Linked DNA regions of Rattus norvegicus: region 2 is linked to region 1. Evidence: chromatin contacts called from public Hi-C data. All regions are on one chromosome and are shown on one strand. Each heading gives the region's core, a stretch centred on a gene start, on an enhancer-like site or on the middle of the called end of the contact. The rest is flanking DNA. Distances are from core to core; before and after follow the strand shown. Region 1 has its middle 67 kb from the start of Arap3. Region 2 holds the start of Pcdh1 (protocadherin 1).

Region 1 (7,926 bases), core at 782-3,281:
GCACTTGAAGCTGATCTTCAGACTGAAAGCTTCCTGAGAGTAGGGCCCATGTCTCTGAGTCATTTCTTGGTGATTAATCCAGCACCCTGCCCAAGAAGGCACCTAATAACTCTTTTAAAAAAGAGAGATGGGCTGGAGAGATGGCTCAGAGGTTAAGAGCATTGGCTGCTCTTCCAGAGGTCCTGAGTTCAAATCACAGCAACCACATGGTGGCTCACAACCATCTGTAATGGGATCCAATGCCCTCTTCTGGTGTGTCTGAAGACAGCTACAAATAATAAATAAATCTTAAAAAGAGAAAGAGAGAATATATCAATGAATGAGTGAATGCATATATAAATGAATGGATGAATGAATGAATGACCTAGACAAGCAAGGACTTTGAAACAAACAAACAACAACAACAACAACAACCCTCTTATTATGATGAGGAAACAAGGTTTAGGAAGGTCAGTAACCCAGAAAGGGCTCCCTGATGTTTGTTACACAGTAGAATCAAAGCCTTCTTCTCTGAGAGCCGGCCCAGGAAGCTTAGAGCAAGAGCAGGGAGCAGACCTTAGGGGCAGCAGGGAAGGCTGTCTGGGCAAGGCTTAGGCTGAGGCTCAGGCAGATGGAGGCTCTGCCCAGAAGAAAGGACTTTCCTGGAATTATTCTGCCTCCAGGTGGAGAAGCACAGAAGCCTAATTGGTTTTCTCAGCTCCTGGAGCTCGGTTCATAAATCATGGCTCCATTGAAGATACAGGCACCTCATCTCTGGAGACTTGGGTGTGACTTGATGCAAACTCCGAGTGACAGGAAAAGGCTTTCAGCCTCCATGTGCAGGTGCCTATGCCGCCCCTGCCCAGAATAGAACACACCAGTCTCTTGTCAAGGTCCACTACTCACCTGCGGTGCACCACTAGGTACTCCATGCTCAAGTGCCCAGGGCCCCAAGGGAGAGGCTGGGAAAGGAGAGGTCCAGGAATGCAGAGTGGGAGTGTGGCAAAGGCCCAAAAAGCCTTCCTTTTCTGCATTCAATCCCACTCACTATTTATTGAGTGCCTATCTTGTGCCAGATACTGTGCCGGGCTCTGGGGATCCTGGGATGGCTCAGATGCAGGGGAGAGGGGAGGGGAGAGGCAGCTACTGAGACAATCATCACAACATGGGTGATAAGTGCTTTAGAGGGAACTACAAAGTGCTCTGGGAGCTCAGAGCAGCGGGCCATTCATTCTTCCCCTGCTGGAAGAGTTCGGGGAAAACTGTGTGGGGTGGGAGCATGTTGGCTGGGTCTGGTGGGCTTGACGGTAGGAGGTGGAGGAAGGACACCTCATGCAGAGAAGAGCGTGTGCAAAGACAGGGATGAAGGAGAAAACCTTGTTACAGTGTAGCAGATGGGGAGGCAGGAGGATCGCTGGACAGCAAGCTGCAGGCCAGAATCAGAAAAGCCATGAATGATCGTTAGGAGAGTGGCTGGACCCAGTCCAGCCGTGGGCAAAGGGGAGCCATTGAAGAATTTTAAGCAGGGGTGTGCGGGGTGGCAGGGCCAGATTTGTGTTTTAGAAAGCCTTCTCTGGGGAGTGAGAATGGACTAGAACTGTGGCCAACAGGCAGAGAGAGGGAATGCATCCTAGGGACACTTTGGAGGAAAGATGGGCAGGGCTTTTCCCTCCTAAGTAACGCTTTTGCACTCTCTTGCCTTTCCACTCATGCTGAGTTCCCCTGGGGAGGAGGGCCGCATCCTTCTTACTCTGGTCGGCTGAGGGCTTCTGCATTCATAGAGCTGAACCTACAGGGTCTGACTGACAAGAACGGCTCCAACAGCTCAGAGTCCTGCTGTGAGCCTGAGCTAGTGACTTCTCTCTACTCAGTCCACAAGCGCCATACAGTGGTAAGCTTAGCCTAGGCCTCTGGGGAAGGCCCAGAAGATCCTCCCTCCCTCTTCTTCCTTCCCTCTCCCTCTTCTTCCCTCTCCTCCCTCCCTCCTCCCTGGAGCCCAAGCTTTCTTGCTGGGAGCTCTCAGAGCCAGCAGAGCTGTGGATGAAATGGTTCGGTGGCTCCAGCCCAGCTGCTGTCATGGCAACCAGGCTGCATGCCAGACCCACAACCAGGAGCCCAGTTACCTGCTCCAGAACTACATTTCCCAGCATGCAAAGCACCCGCAGGAACGAAAGAAACTCACTCTCTGCCTGGGTCCGGCCTAGAAGATGCATGGAGGAACACAGTGTAGAACAGCCCCCAAGCCCAGTCCCCGCACCCTTACCTCACTCCCGCAAGCAAAAACAGGGAGTGCCTGTGTGTCTGGAGGAGGCCTGGAAGCCCTTCCTCCTTGTTGAGTCACCTGCCTGATATCCCAGAAGGAAGCCCAGAAAAGAGCAAGGGTTAGGGATAGATAATCTTCCTGATTTCCTCACCTATCCATCCGTGGTGTGGATTGAAAATATTCTCTCACACAATCATCAGTATCCTCCATCTTTGCCCGGACTCGAGGGAACAAGTCTAAATGGCTACAATGCATAGCTGATTGGCCTGTTTGTCTCTCCTCAAGTCCCTTCCTCTTTCATCCACAGAAGCCCAAATGACCTTTTCAAAATGCAATTCCATCTTATCACTGCTGATGGTGCCCACCCCTTGCTGTTTAAACTCTTCAGTGTTTAAATCTTTGGCTTGCCCACGAAGAAACAAATTGCTTAGCACAGTTGACAAGGCCCTACATGGTGGTCTGACTTCTGCCTGCTTTCAGCCCCCTTCAGTGACCCCACACAGTCAGCAGTACTGGATGGGCTTTTGTTTCCTTATAGAAGTCATGTGCTGTCTGATGCAGGGCCTCTCTCGGGAACACTTTTCTTCTGCCTTTGCCCTGTATAGACTTCCCAACCTCAGAGTAATATCATCTTCTAAGGGAGCTCTGCTAACCCAGCTTACTTGACCAGTACTTGGTCTTGTCAGCCCCTTTCTTAAGTACTTGTCACAGTTGCACCTGTGACACCTTTGCATCAATCTATGCAATCATTTGACACCTGTGCATGGTAGCCTCTGTGAAGGGAGATTACCTTTCAGCCTTCATACTGCAGTTTAAGAACCATTCTTCAGGGGGTTGGGGATTTAGCTCAGTGGTAGAGCGCTTGCCTAGCAAGCGCAAGGCCCTGGGTTCGGTCCCCAGCTCCGAAAAAAAGAAAAAAAAAAAAGAACCATTCTTCAAAACAAATGGATTTGCCTAAGCCTTAGTCTTGCTGTCTCACAACCTGCAGTATACCTTGGCCTGTGTGTAGTAGTACCAGAGACCTCTCAGTGAGCAAGATGCAGATGAACTCTTTCCTATCATGAGGCCTTTAGTCCAGGGAAGAAGACAGACACCAAATCTGTGTTCAATGTGGTAACAGCAAAAGATATAGATCCTGAGATCTAGGAAGATCCATGAAGACTCAAGGGTAGAAGGAACACAGCGTAGGGCACCCCGACCCCGTCTAAAGCAGGGAGTGTTGCAAACAGAGCAGTGGATGCCTCTGAGGCACCCAGAACATGCATCATTCGAGGTATTACATAAGGCCAGGGCTGCTGGGCTGTGGGCTGAGTGGGAAGTGATGGCAGCCCTATCATGCCTTGGTTTTCCTGGGCAGTAATGGGATGGCTGAACTTTTTTTTTCAACCTGCTGGACCCTTGGCTTCCATGTCACTTCCACAAACCCCCACCCCACCCCTACTTTCTCAGTCTAGGATGAAGCACAGAACAGACATACTTCAACTGCACCATGGCGCAGGCAAACTGCCCTCTATTCTTGAGCACCTACAACTATATGCTGAGTGTCCAGTGAGGACCCTGACTGTGTCTGGTATGATGGGGTTGATATGATGTGTGTGTGTGTGTGTGTGTGTGTGTGTGTGTGTGTGTTTTAGAGGCTGATATACTGGTATACTAGCCAGTCAGTAATGGAATGGAGCACAGATTGCTGACAAGTTGGGGGAGGGGCTGAAAAAGCAGGGAATCTAGCCTGGGGTACAGCGTGGGTGCACAGCTTGCCTGGGAAGTGAGGCAGGGCTGACCAGCTGCAGAGCTTCAGTTGGCCTGGAGCAGGATGGGGTCCTTCTCATTTTTACATTTGTTGCTGTCCTCCTCTTCCTCACAAGTCTTGGGGAAGGTGGAACGTTATCCCTGATCTGTATGTGACTGACTGTATCCTTGAATACCTACTCACAAGTTGCTTCAAGTTTCTAAAATGCACTGGACCCTCACTAGACCTAATGGGCCTTAGTTTCCCTATCCACTCCAAGGATTCTAACTACTAACCCTCCAACACACACACACACACACACACACACACACACACACACACACTTTACTAGGGCTGGGGCCAGGAGCCTCCAGCTGACTTGTTTCCCGTAAAACCACTTTAAAATTACATTGACTGTGTAGAGAAATCCGGGCTTCCAGGGAACTCAGGGACACAGATAGCTCAGGTCACATCTTAAGAAGCTTTGTCCTAGAGGATGCTCAATTTTGTCTAAAGAATTCCTGGAGCATTCCCTCACCAGAAACATCTCTTTAAATCTAGCCAGTGGTGGTGACCAAACCGGGCCGTCTTCTATTTACCTTCAAACCTGTGCCAGGATGCCAAGCTGGTCCTGCCCCTTTGCCAATCCTTTTCAAATCTCTACACATTTCATAAACACTCACCGAGAGCCTAGTCTGTGCTGAAGCTCTGGGAAGAGCACAGCAGCAATGACCTCTGCTCTCACGTGGGTCGTATATACCATAGAAGCAAATCAGTGAGCAAGGCCCCAGTTGGCATGCATGCTGAAGACATCATCTGGTACAAAATGCCTGGGGACCTGCTTAACGCAGCTTCAGGAACGCAAAGGAGGCTGTCTTGGTACCTGTGGTTCTGAGGAAGGTTCTGGAAATAAAACAGAAAACCATTCCTCTCCCTGGCCACTGTTTTTGCCTACTTGTATCTCTGGCTCAGCTTGCTTCTCTGTTTCAACTCTCCCTTCATCTCAGTGTACTCTCCTTTGCCGGTTCCCCTCCCTCCTACTCCCACCGCCTGCCTGCCTGCCTGCCTGCCTGCCTGCCTGCCTCCTCTTCTCGGCTCCCTCTAGAGGAGCTGAAGAAACCAGATCTCTCTTCCTCTCAGGCCAGCCAGCAGTAATTGAGCCGTGGGCTTGCTTAGCAGATGGGCCTGTGAATAAGGCTTGCTGAGGAGAGTAGGGAGGTCAGGGGGAAGCCTGAGGTACAGGAAAGCTGGAGGGACAAAGTGGGGAGGGGCCTGGCGGGCTCCAGGACACCCAGAGGGGCTGGAGGTGGCCGCTGAGTCAGGTAATCTAATCAGGGGGTAAGTCATAAAGATCACTCACTCCATGCCCAGGACGGCCTAGGAAATCACATTAATTTGAAGAGGATGTAAAATCCACGGAGAATTCCCCTCTCTCTACCACACACATGAAGATAAACTGTCTTCAGCTTCCAATATGATCTTACAACAGCTTGTCAGTGACAAAACAGCCTCAAATCCTCCCATTTATCAAACGGCCAATCCTGTTAGCAGCTTAAAAGAGACATAATTACCTGCGGCCTTTTGTGTGATGCTTTAAACTAACGCAGCTTCCTTCTTCCTGGCAGCGGTCCAGAACGTGAGCTCAGAATTCATCCCTGAGATGAGGAGGGCTTCGGAGATGTTGACGGTGGAGGTCAGCAGTGTGGGGTTGAGGCAGAGTAGGATGAGGGTTAGCACCACTGACAGGGTCTCGAGCACAGCCAGGGAGGAGGCACCAAGCCTAGTGTCCTAGAGTCTAGCTTCAGGGGAGGGGGTTGTGGGAATTTAGAGGGCTCTGTTCCAGCTGCTTCTATTACAGAGAAGACAATAGAGGCCTAGGTCCATGATGCACCAGTGCTGTCTGTGGGGACAGAGGACAGACCTAAATGGACCTTTAGATGGAAAATTTGAGTAGAGTTTTCTACCCTCTGGCAGAACTAGGAGTCTTCAGAGTAGCAGACAACATTCTTTGTGGTTTTTTTTTTCTTTTTTCTTTTTTTTTCTTTTTTTCGGAGCTGGGGACCGAACCCAGGGCCTTGCGTTCGCTAAACAAGCACTCTACCACTGAGCTAAATCCCCAACCCAAATCTTTGTGTTTTTATGACTTCAGAACCTGTCTTGCAGCTACCAGGAAGGACAATAGGGTTCCCTAGCTAAGGTTCACTGAGGAGAGCTTGCTCTGGGCCAGGCCCAGGTTTATACCAATTAAGATCGGGTGCTAGCACACTCCTTTAATCCCAGCACTCAGGATGCAGAGGCAGGTGGATCGCTGTGATCTCAAGGACAGCCTGGTCTACAGAGAGAGTTCTAGGACAGCCAAGGCTACACAGAGAAACCCTGTCTTGAACCCCACCCACCACCTCCCAAAAAAAAAAAAAAAAAAAGAAAAGAAACAACAAGAAAGACAGTATGCCATGCTGTATTGTGACACTATTTTCTTATTTTGTAGATAAGAACACTGAGTGAGCAAAATGTCCAAGTCAGTGAGAGAGGATCCAAATCTATTGTCTTTAATCTGAGCCGTCTCCAAGGAAGGCTCTGTTATGAAGACAGTTCATTCCTGTGACTCTAGGATCATCTCTCACCTGCTCTACATGTCCTTCTGTCCTTCAGGGAGCCTACTTGAGGCCAATCTGCTCTCCCATTGGAGGGGTATGAGAACCACGCACAGGGCCTTTCACATTAGGACATGACTCCTTAGAAACCCAGTCATTCCTGGTCAGAGCTGCCCTACAGAATCCTATGTGACTCTACATCCCCCTCCCTTCCTGCTGCTGTAGCTGCACCCTGCACCTTGTGGTGATGTACCCTGCACTCCCCCAACGCCCCCCCCCATATGCCACTGCTAAACCCTTCTTGCTTCCCACTTCCCTAAGATTTTCTCCATTTTCCTGGAAGCCCAAGCAAGTCCTCTCCCGGGAGGAAACCATCAGAGCTCATTTGGAAGCCAGATAAAGAGGCAGACAGTGAGACAGACAGCAAGAGACAGACGAGCGACAGGCTGAAAATGGATTTTGAAGTGCTGTTGAGCCAATGATTGTGGTCAAATCCTTTTGAGAGACAAGGTATCCATGTGTCTTGCAGAGTTATCTAGGTCTAGCTTTGCCCGTTCCTTCTGCCCCTCTCCTTCCCTGGGCTGCCTCCTTGACTAGCACCCTACCCCCACCCCACCCATCCTGCCTCAGGGCATTCATCACTTGGACTAGTGATTTATCAAAGGCTCTGACAGTCCCTGTTTGGCAAAAATCGATCTGTGAAGAATGGGGCCAACCCAAGGCCCCCTCTTCTCCCAAACCCCCACCATCAATCTGCCCCAAAGGAGCTGCACAGTTTAACATCAGCAATGTCCCCAAGCCAGGGCAGGGCTCTGTGCTCTTCCCTTTTCATAAGGAGGAGGGAGGAAGAGAGCAAAGAAGAGAGGGAGGAGGAGGGGGAGGAGGAGGAGGAGGGAGAAGGGAGGGGGGGAGAGAGAGAGAGAGAGAGAGAGAGAGAGAGAGAGAGAGAGAGAGAAGACAGAGAGAGAGAAGGAGGAGGAGAGGGAGGGGAAATTAGTGCCTTCTCCTAGATGTTTATTTTGTTGTTTTTAAGTGAGAAAGTCCCAGCTCTATTAAATGCAATCAATACTTGGCCCAAGAGAAGCTTCCCCTTCTCTAAGACATTTGAAATCTGGTCAAATCATTTTGCCCTGATACAAAGTAATTTATCAATTTCAGAAGCCTTCTAATCAGTGGAGGCTGTGGAGTCTCCATTCCTGCCTGCCATCTTTTGCTATAGCACGCACACACACATACACATCATACCACACACACACACACACACACGCACACACACCATACCACATACCACACCACACATACACATACACATACCACACCACACACACATACACACACCACACATACACCCAACCATACAC
Region 2 (7,442 bases), core at 2,838-5,337, 140 kb before region 1:
GGGGAGGAGGTGGGGGGAACGGGAACAGACAGAGATGTAACTGAATGATTGAGGGGTTCCTTCTTATTCCCCCAGTTCCCAGTGCTCCAGACATTTAGACAAGCTTCCTCAGAGGGAACATTAATGGGCAATAAAGGAAGGGAGGCCCATAATACCAGGAGTTCTGACCCTTCCTCTCTTGCATGAGGCTCTCTTCCTTTTAGAACATGCCCATCTGAGGGGACATCTCCAGGGAGCTACGAAATGGGAGAGGAAATAAGAGTAGACTGAGAATATCTGGAATGTTCACGAGCCTCCTCCCCAAGGCAGGCCATGGTAGAGACCCAGGACTGCCAGGTTCTTTTATGGCCTCCTAACTGACTCAGGCAACTTGCTGAGGAGGTGGGGGTGGGAGGGCTAGTTTGGAGGAAGCAGTTTTCTCTCCTCAGTCCATCCCATCAGGATGAGAGTGGAAAGGAAAAGGGAGATGGCCAAGGGGAGCTAGGAGCAGAAGAGGAGGAATAATTCTAAGACTGGCGAGGGGAGAGGTAGGCAAGGGGAGGGGTGGGATAGGGGAGGGGTAGGTCGAGGTTCTTAGAACTTTCTCCTCATGAAAAATTTGTCTCTTGACCATGGACTACTGAAAAAAAAATCTCAGAGTCCTAGGAAAGTATGCTGTAAGATAGATCTCTTGGGAAGCAGGCTCCCAGGTTACCAGAAGATTCATAAAGCTTCTCTAGAGAAGAGGGGGAGTGGAAGGGCTCCTCTGGGAACCCAGGATTTCCAGGATTTACCTATCAACTCTTCCTTGGCCGTAGCCCCATGTATAGCCATCCTGGTGTTTGCTTATTTTGGTTATTTTTTGATCAGATATTTTGGCACTATGCACACTGCCTCCTGTTGCCATGGCAGCCATGACAGGGGCTGAGGCACCGTGAGAAAAATACCAAAATTAATGAGTGAGCGAAAGTGCAGTGGGGAGAAAAACAAGGTTAAAAAAAGAGTTAAAACAGTAATGAAAACAGGCTTCTGGGCTCCACAGCAGAGCAGCTGCTGAGGCCTCCCCAGAACAGCTGGAACAGCCCGACCCTAGGGTCCTGGCATCTCCCAGACCTCTGGACAGGACTCACCTTCCCTCTCCTGCCCAGCCCATCACAGACCCAGCAATAGCCACGGGAGAACCATTCCGAGCAGATCAGTTCCCATCTTCAGTAGCGAGCTGTATCCCAGAACAGCAACTCAGGGAACACCTTCCCATCTCCTAGGCAACAGAGTCTTAGCTACAGCCCCCACACAACAGTGGTCCAGCTATATTACCAAGAAATGGCGTCCTAGCTACACGGGAGCTTTAGCTGCAGTTGTAACAGCATCCCCGTGAAAGCCTTGCACACAAGAACAGTCCAGCCTCAATCCCAGGCAATAGCATCCTAGCCAATCCTCAATATGCTGTCATCAACGGCTATAGCTTCAGGACCAATAGCATGCTAGCTACAATCCTATATACAACAGTAGCTCTGCTCTCATCCTAGGTAACAGCCTGCTTCTCAGGTACAGGCTCCTAGCAACAGCTCTTTATCTCCTTTAAGACCTACACAGTAGATTCAGCAACAGCCCTAACTACATCAAATTAATACAGAACTGCTCAGCTATATCCAGTCTCAAGTGTACCAGCCACACATCTTCAGCTTCCAGAACAATGGTTTTCAGTTATAGCACTCTTTCAATGCGCGCGCGCGCGCGCGCACACACACACACACACACACACACAACTTCACAATAGGTTCTTGGGTCATCTGATCAACTGGCGACAGTCTAGGCACACTAGCATCACAGCAACCTGAGTCAACAGCCTTTCTATTAGTTTTAGGTTCTACTGCATCCCAGTCCTCTAAGCTACAGCCCATCCCAGGTAAACACACACCAGCCAGCATTGCAGCCATTTTCATACCCAGCATCACCCAGGCTCCATTCTCTGGACACAGTCCCAGATGGACTCTCAGTCACTGTCAGTTTGAGGAGCCTCCCCCAATGCTTCACTTGCCAACCGGTCCTCCTCCCAGTTTGGTACAGAGCCAAGAGCCTGGCTTCTCTTCTTCAGATGCTACCCCCTCTACTCCCCGACTATCCTCCTCGAAGTCTCAGCTCTCTTGCCTGCCTTCCTGGGGCGGGGTGTGGGGGTGTGGAGCAAGCCCCAATACTCATACCTACATTGTCCCAACCCAGGTCCCCACAGAGACAGCCTGGCAGCTGGAGTAGGAAGGGATACAGCAAGGAAGAATAATAAGCATACCCTACTATTGCTGCCTTGGCCCAGTTCTATTCCAACCAGTTGGTGCAGGATTTTGGGTTGATGGTGGTGGAGCAGGGAGGATGGAGGGGAACATCTGGGAGATTAGCATTTCCTGTCCAGCTCTGCGGCTGCTGGTCCTGCTCAGCCCTGAGCAAAGGAGGAGAACAGAGGAGCCTTTGAATGGCTCCCAGCAAGCAGCCTGGGAGGGTTTGCTGCAGTGGGCAACAGGCACATGCTGGGGGCAGGGAAGCTGGGGCAGCTCCTCTGTGGAAGATTTCCTCTCTCCGGCCCACTGATTTGCTTTTTGGTACTGTGTTCAGTGGTGAGGCAGTGTGAGCTTTGCAAGAAGCAGGGAGAAGCCACTTAAAGGACAGGCCCTTTCTGCATCTCCTGTTGAGCGCCCCAATTGGGTTCCTGGGGCTGAGGGGGAGCAGAAGGTCCAGATCAGAAAGTGGGTGAGTGGGGGTGGGGGTGCACTGGAAGATCTCTGACAGTTCTCCGTTTCTCCTTCAGCAAGTTACAGATCTCACTCGTACCTTGAAGAATATCCCATATAAAAAGGCCCAGAGGCTAGGAAGAGGAGAAAGCAAAAGAAAGAAACAGAGATAGAAGAAAGGTGGAGATGGGAAAATGAGGGAGGGACAGGGGTGTGGGTGTGCAGAGGTAATGGCAGAGACCTAGAGAACAATCGTCTCACACGCAGACACTTTCCGTACACAGAACCTGGCCTTGCTACAGCTAACCTTCCTCATTCGTCTGACCTGAAACATGGAGCCTTGGCTTATAAAGCGGAACTAGGCAGGAGGTCCTACTGAATTGGGGCACTTGGCAGCCTGGGTACCAAAACCTGAGCGAGAGGGAGTGCCCACGCTGCTCAAGCACCTCAAGATGGCGCCAGAGAGCCAGAGCTGAGCGCAAGAAACCAAGTATTGGAGTGTGAGACACTGCCTGTGACACGGTGTGTGACTCGCCGAGTGTGTGGCAGGGAGCTTGTGGCACGGTGAGGGCGTGTGACACAGTCGTGACACTGAGCGGCTTCACGGGGTAGATATCCATTTGACTATATGAAGTGTGTTAAGTCACTGCCTGAAGCGCGTGGCAGAAGCTCTACACTGCCCAGAGGGCAGGTGATCAGGGGACTTCAACAGACTGACATTAGGAGCGTCATTTCATCCTCGCACTTGATTTTCTTCCTAGTCCTCACTGTAGAGCTCCAAGATCCCATCCCCTAGTCCTTTCCACAGTTCCTTTTACAATCTCACCCATATTACAGCTCCGGCCGGAGGGGGATGGGCGGACTTCCCCGGGGCGCAAAGAGAAGGGAGGGCCACTCGGGAGAGCAGACTCCGGAGTCTGAGTGGGAAGAGGGTGGGCCTGGAGGGGCAGCTCCGCTGAGAAGATGCTGGAAAGGAAAGAACCAGAAGAGACATTTCCCGTGCTTTGACTTCCCGGGCGGCAGAGTAGGGGACAGGTGTTTAAGGCAGGAGAGAGCAATTCCGAAGGGTCCTAGATGGATCCAGGCTTGGGTGGGATGAGTATAAGGTGAAGAGCGGCAAAGGAAGCCAGTGCAGTCGGCCTTAGGCAAGTGGCCGGGTTGGGGGGGAGGGCGTAAGAGGGGGGGGTGCTGTTTTGGGGGCGCGGTGGTCAGGGTCCCCTCCCAGCGGGACCAGAGCGATCCGGGCTCCACCTCTCGGCCGAAAGGGGGGTGGCGGGAGGAGGGCGGGCAGGCCGGGAGGGAGGGGGAGGGAGGGGGCGGGCCGGCTGTGCGCTCCGCTCTCTGCTGGCTCCGCCGCCGTCGCCGCCGCCGCTGCCGCCTCACACACTAGCGGAGCGGGAGCGCGGTGAGGACGCGAAGCCGCCGGGCTGCTACGCCCACAGCCAGCCGGAGCCGGAGCCTGAACCGCAGCGCCAGCCCCAGCCGTGCAGAGCCGCAGCCCGCGCCGGGGCCGGCGGCGGCTCACGGACAGCGGGGCGGGCGACCGGTGCTGCCCCGAGGCGGGTAAGGAGCTGGCGGCGGCGGCTCGGGGCCCAGAGCGGCCATGGCCGGCAGGAGCTGAGGGAGGGGCGCTCGGTGGAGCGAGGAGACCGGGGCCCAGTCGATGCCCAGCTCACCGGGACTGAGGCGGAGGCCGCTGGGACACCGAGTGGGGGGTTGCGGCCGGGGCTCCCTAGCCTCCAAGGTCCACTGCAAGAAGCGGAGAGAAGGGAGGGGGTGCCGAGTTGGACCCCGGCCCCGGCGTCCGCACTCGGGCGCGCTCCAAGCCGCGGGGATGAGAGACTCCTGGAGCGCGCGGAATGGAGAAGGTTTCGGGGAAGCGCAAGGCCCTCAGCTCAGCCGGGGGCTGCCGGAGGACTAGGGAAGCTAGGAACATTATCCACGACACACACTTGTTGGGCGATTTGCTCAGCTCACTCAGGCGCTTCCAGCTCGTCGCGGACACCTGGAAGAGCCACATCACAGACACATACACACATACATTGATCCGTACATATGTGAGCACAGACATACCTCCCGCACACCAGCGCCCACTGGGGCACAGTCACCAGCTCAGAATCTGCTTCAGCGCCTGCACGATCAGCAGCGGGGACACACAACCCGTGGCCATAGATAGCTACAGCACAATCGGGTATGATATTGAGCAATGCCGGACACACAAACACAACCTCGTGCCTTCCTGTACGAATATAACTGCCTCGGTTCGCCAGATGAACGCTGAACCTAGTTCCCTACACATACCGCTGAAGGAACACACCCTAACACAAATGGGTGCCCACTCCTTGGCCAGGATATAGGTATACAGCACAGGTCTTGCTTGCCCCTCTACTGCACCCACACATACACAACCCAGTGTCTCATAACACGCTTAGATAGCACACTCCTTAGCAGAGAGGTACCTACAGCAGCGCCTCACAAGCAGAATTCACTGCTTCAAGCATCTTAACACTGGTTGTCACACACACCTTACACCAACAGTGTCACATTACACTCTGCAGCGCGCGCGCACACGCACACACACACACATATACACACGCGCGCGCACACACACACACACACCACACCACACTCCACTCTCCCTGGCCAGATTCCCTCGGGAGAAGCCTCCAGGCTCTCCTAGAGAGCACCCAGAGCCCTGTCACCTCAATCGGGACTTTGTTATTGTAAATATCGGCACAACCGGAGCCCCCGGGCCGGCCAGACCGGCTTCTCGGCGACACCTCCCCCCCACTTCCACTCCGGGGCCTGACCAGCTGGGTATTCCGGGAACAAGCTGAACCTGACAGGCCGCGCCGGGCCGCCACCCTGGAGCTGTGTGGCCCTAGATCCCTTTGCACAATACTAGAGGTGTTTGAAACCTTTTTCGGGCCGTTTAGCTGCTTTCTCCGAGCTACCTGGGTCCCTAGCACACCTAGGTCCCGCACACCTGCGTGCCCCTCTACTGGGGCCCGGTCGCAGGCCAGTTCGGTGTACCGACAAAGCCTCGGGGCCAGAATGGAGACCGCAGCATGCGCAGAAGAAAAACTGGTAGGCGAATAGGACTCTCGTTCCTTCCTCCGGCCACTCTCCGGTAGTTGAGGCTTCTAGCCTCAGTTTCCCCAACAGTGAGGGTAACTATTCCTTCAGCAGGAAAAACGAGTGACGCTGAGGCCATCGAGGACTGAGTGCAGGGCAAGTACCCCGTTTCTGCCGCCTTGAGAGGATCGGTTTTATGAGAATGTCCCCGCCCGGCCAGGCTCGCGGCTTTGTGATTCCGGCGCCGGCTTCCTCCCTGCCCCCCTCCCGGCGCCCGCTGCGCTGCTCCCGCCGGCGCCGGCTTGTGGGGGACCTAGGCGGAGGCCGGAGATGCGGGAGAGGAGGGATTCCCCGCGGCGGTCCTGAAGGCGAGGGACGCAAGTGACCGCCTGGCCTAAGAGTTCTTACTATACTGCGCCTCACCTAGTCTCACCTTGGGTTCCAGGAGGCCAGGCGTCACCCTGGTGGGGGCGGGGATGGCGACCAAAGCCTTAGGAGCGGCCGCCGTCCCCCACTACACACAAACACACACGCACACACTAGGCGTCCTCTGGGAGGAGGCGCTCAGGCGTGCTTGGGTGTGTACGGAGAGCGGTCACTGACCGAGAAGGTAAGGACTAGGGCTGCTCCTGCTGGTTAAACCCAGGACTTAGAGCTGGAAGGTGCCGTGCTTCTTCCAGCACCTGCTCTCGGTCGCCTGGACTTGTACAACCCAGAAGGTATTTGTGGCAGCCTTAGAGGTCTAATGTGTGAGAGCGCCTGGGTGCTACTTGCTTGAGTAGGGGCTCCGCGGCGGTGTTGGAACCTGTAATAACCAGACTAGGGTAGAGGATGCGTTCCAGGAGAGAATCTATGAAACCTCAGAAAGGACGAAAAACAGGGATGGGGGAACAGGCCGGGGCTCTGGAACAGCCTCATCTAGTCGTCTCCTTTTCTTCTCCAGCCTCTAGTTCCATATTAGAAAGCACTGGCTGGAAAGGAGTATTTCGCAGTTCTGGGTACTTCTGCAGAGAGCTGGGCAAGAGACCCTGTGTGCAATGGGGCCTGCATGGGTGGGGAGGAGCTAAGAGGGATTGGGGTTCCGGTTCTGATGTGGGGTGAGAGGTGGCCCTGGCAGGAACAAAGGTAGCTGGTGTTGCAGAGATGGATTTTGTGAAACAATGTATTGAGCAGATACTGTTTCCCAGTGCCCACTGTGGGTGCAGTAGTAGAACACACATTATCTATTCTTTCATAGGCTAGCATATTCGTTCATTGATTCATTGAGCCTGAGAGCACCTACTATGTGCCCGGTGGTGGAGTGAAATGCTCTGTCACAGGGTTGGAAGACTTAAATACCGAATCCGTCTTGCAGTGTATCTGATCTCATTTAGTTCTCCCAAATAACTTCAAGAGGCAGATTTTTTTTAATGTATTACATTTATTTATCTAGTTTGTCTGTGTGCACACATACATTTGGAGGTCAGAAAATGACTTTCAGTGGTCAGTTTTCTCCTTCTACTCTGTAGGTCTCGTGAATTAAACTGCCGTCATTAAAAGGGCTTGGGGACAAGCCCTTTTATCCACTGAGCCATCCTGCTTGCCCAAGAGGCAGGATCTCCCTCCCCCCCACAACACCCCATTTTATAATATGGAAATAAGGACACACAACTGGGAAGTGTT

Evidence for each region. A called contact is a pair of places that touch in the nucleus more often than the background predicts.
Region 2: a Hi-C map of prefrontal cortex shows a contact between it and region 1, with 5 times the contacts expected there. The contact joins the promoter of Pcdh1 here to the enhancer-like site in region 1. A contact is called at or near these places in 4 of 12 Hi-C or Micro-C datasets (the A7r5 cell line, frontal cortex, kidney and 1 more) and 1 of 1 datasets of contacts at active chromatin or transcription factors (oligodendrocytes).

Annotation. Positions count from the first base shown.
Region 1 is chr18:30,148,061-30,155,986 of GRCr8, reverse strand. No RefSeq gene overlaps it. Among named protein-coding and RNA genes, the nearest start is that of Arap3, 67 kb to the right of the region's middle. Within about 2 kb of position 2,031, at least 67 of the 93 cell types and tissues checked have an H3K27ac peak or open chromatin away from gene starts, as enhancers often do. A contact at or near this core is called in kidney and prefrontal cortex, where this site is marked.
Region 2 is chr18:30,287,081-30,294,522 of GRCr8, reverse strand. It overlaps Pcdh1 (protocadherin 1), which reads left to right and starts at 4,087. Exons shown (of 5, transcript NM_001100689.1): 1 at 4,087-4,268.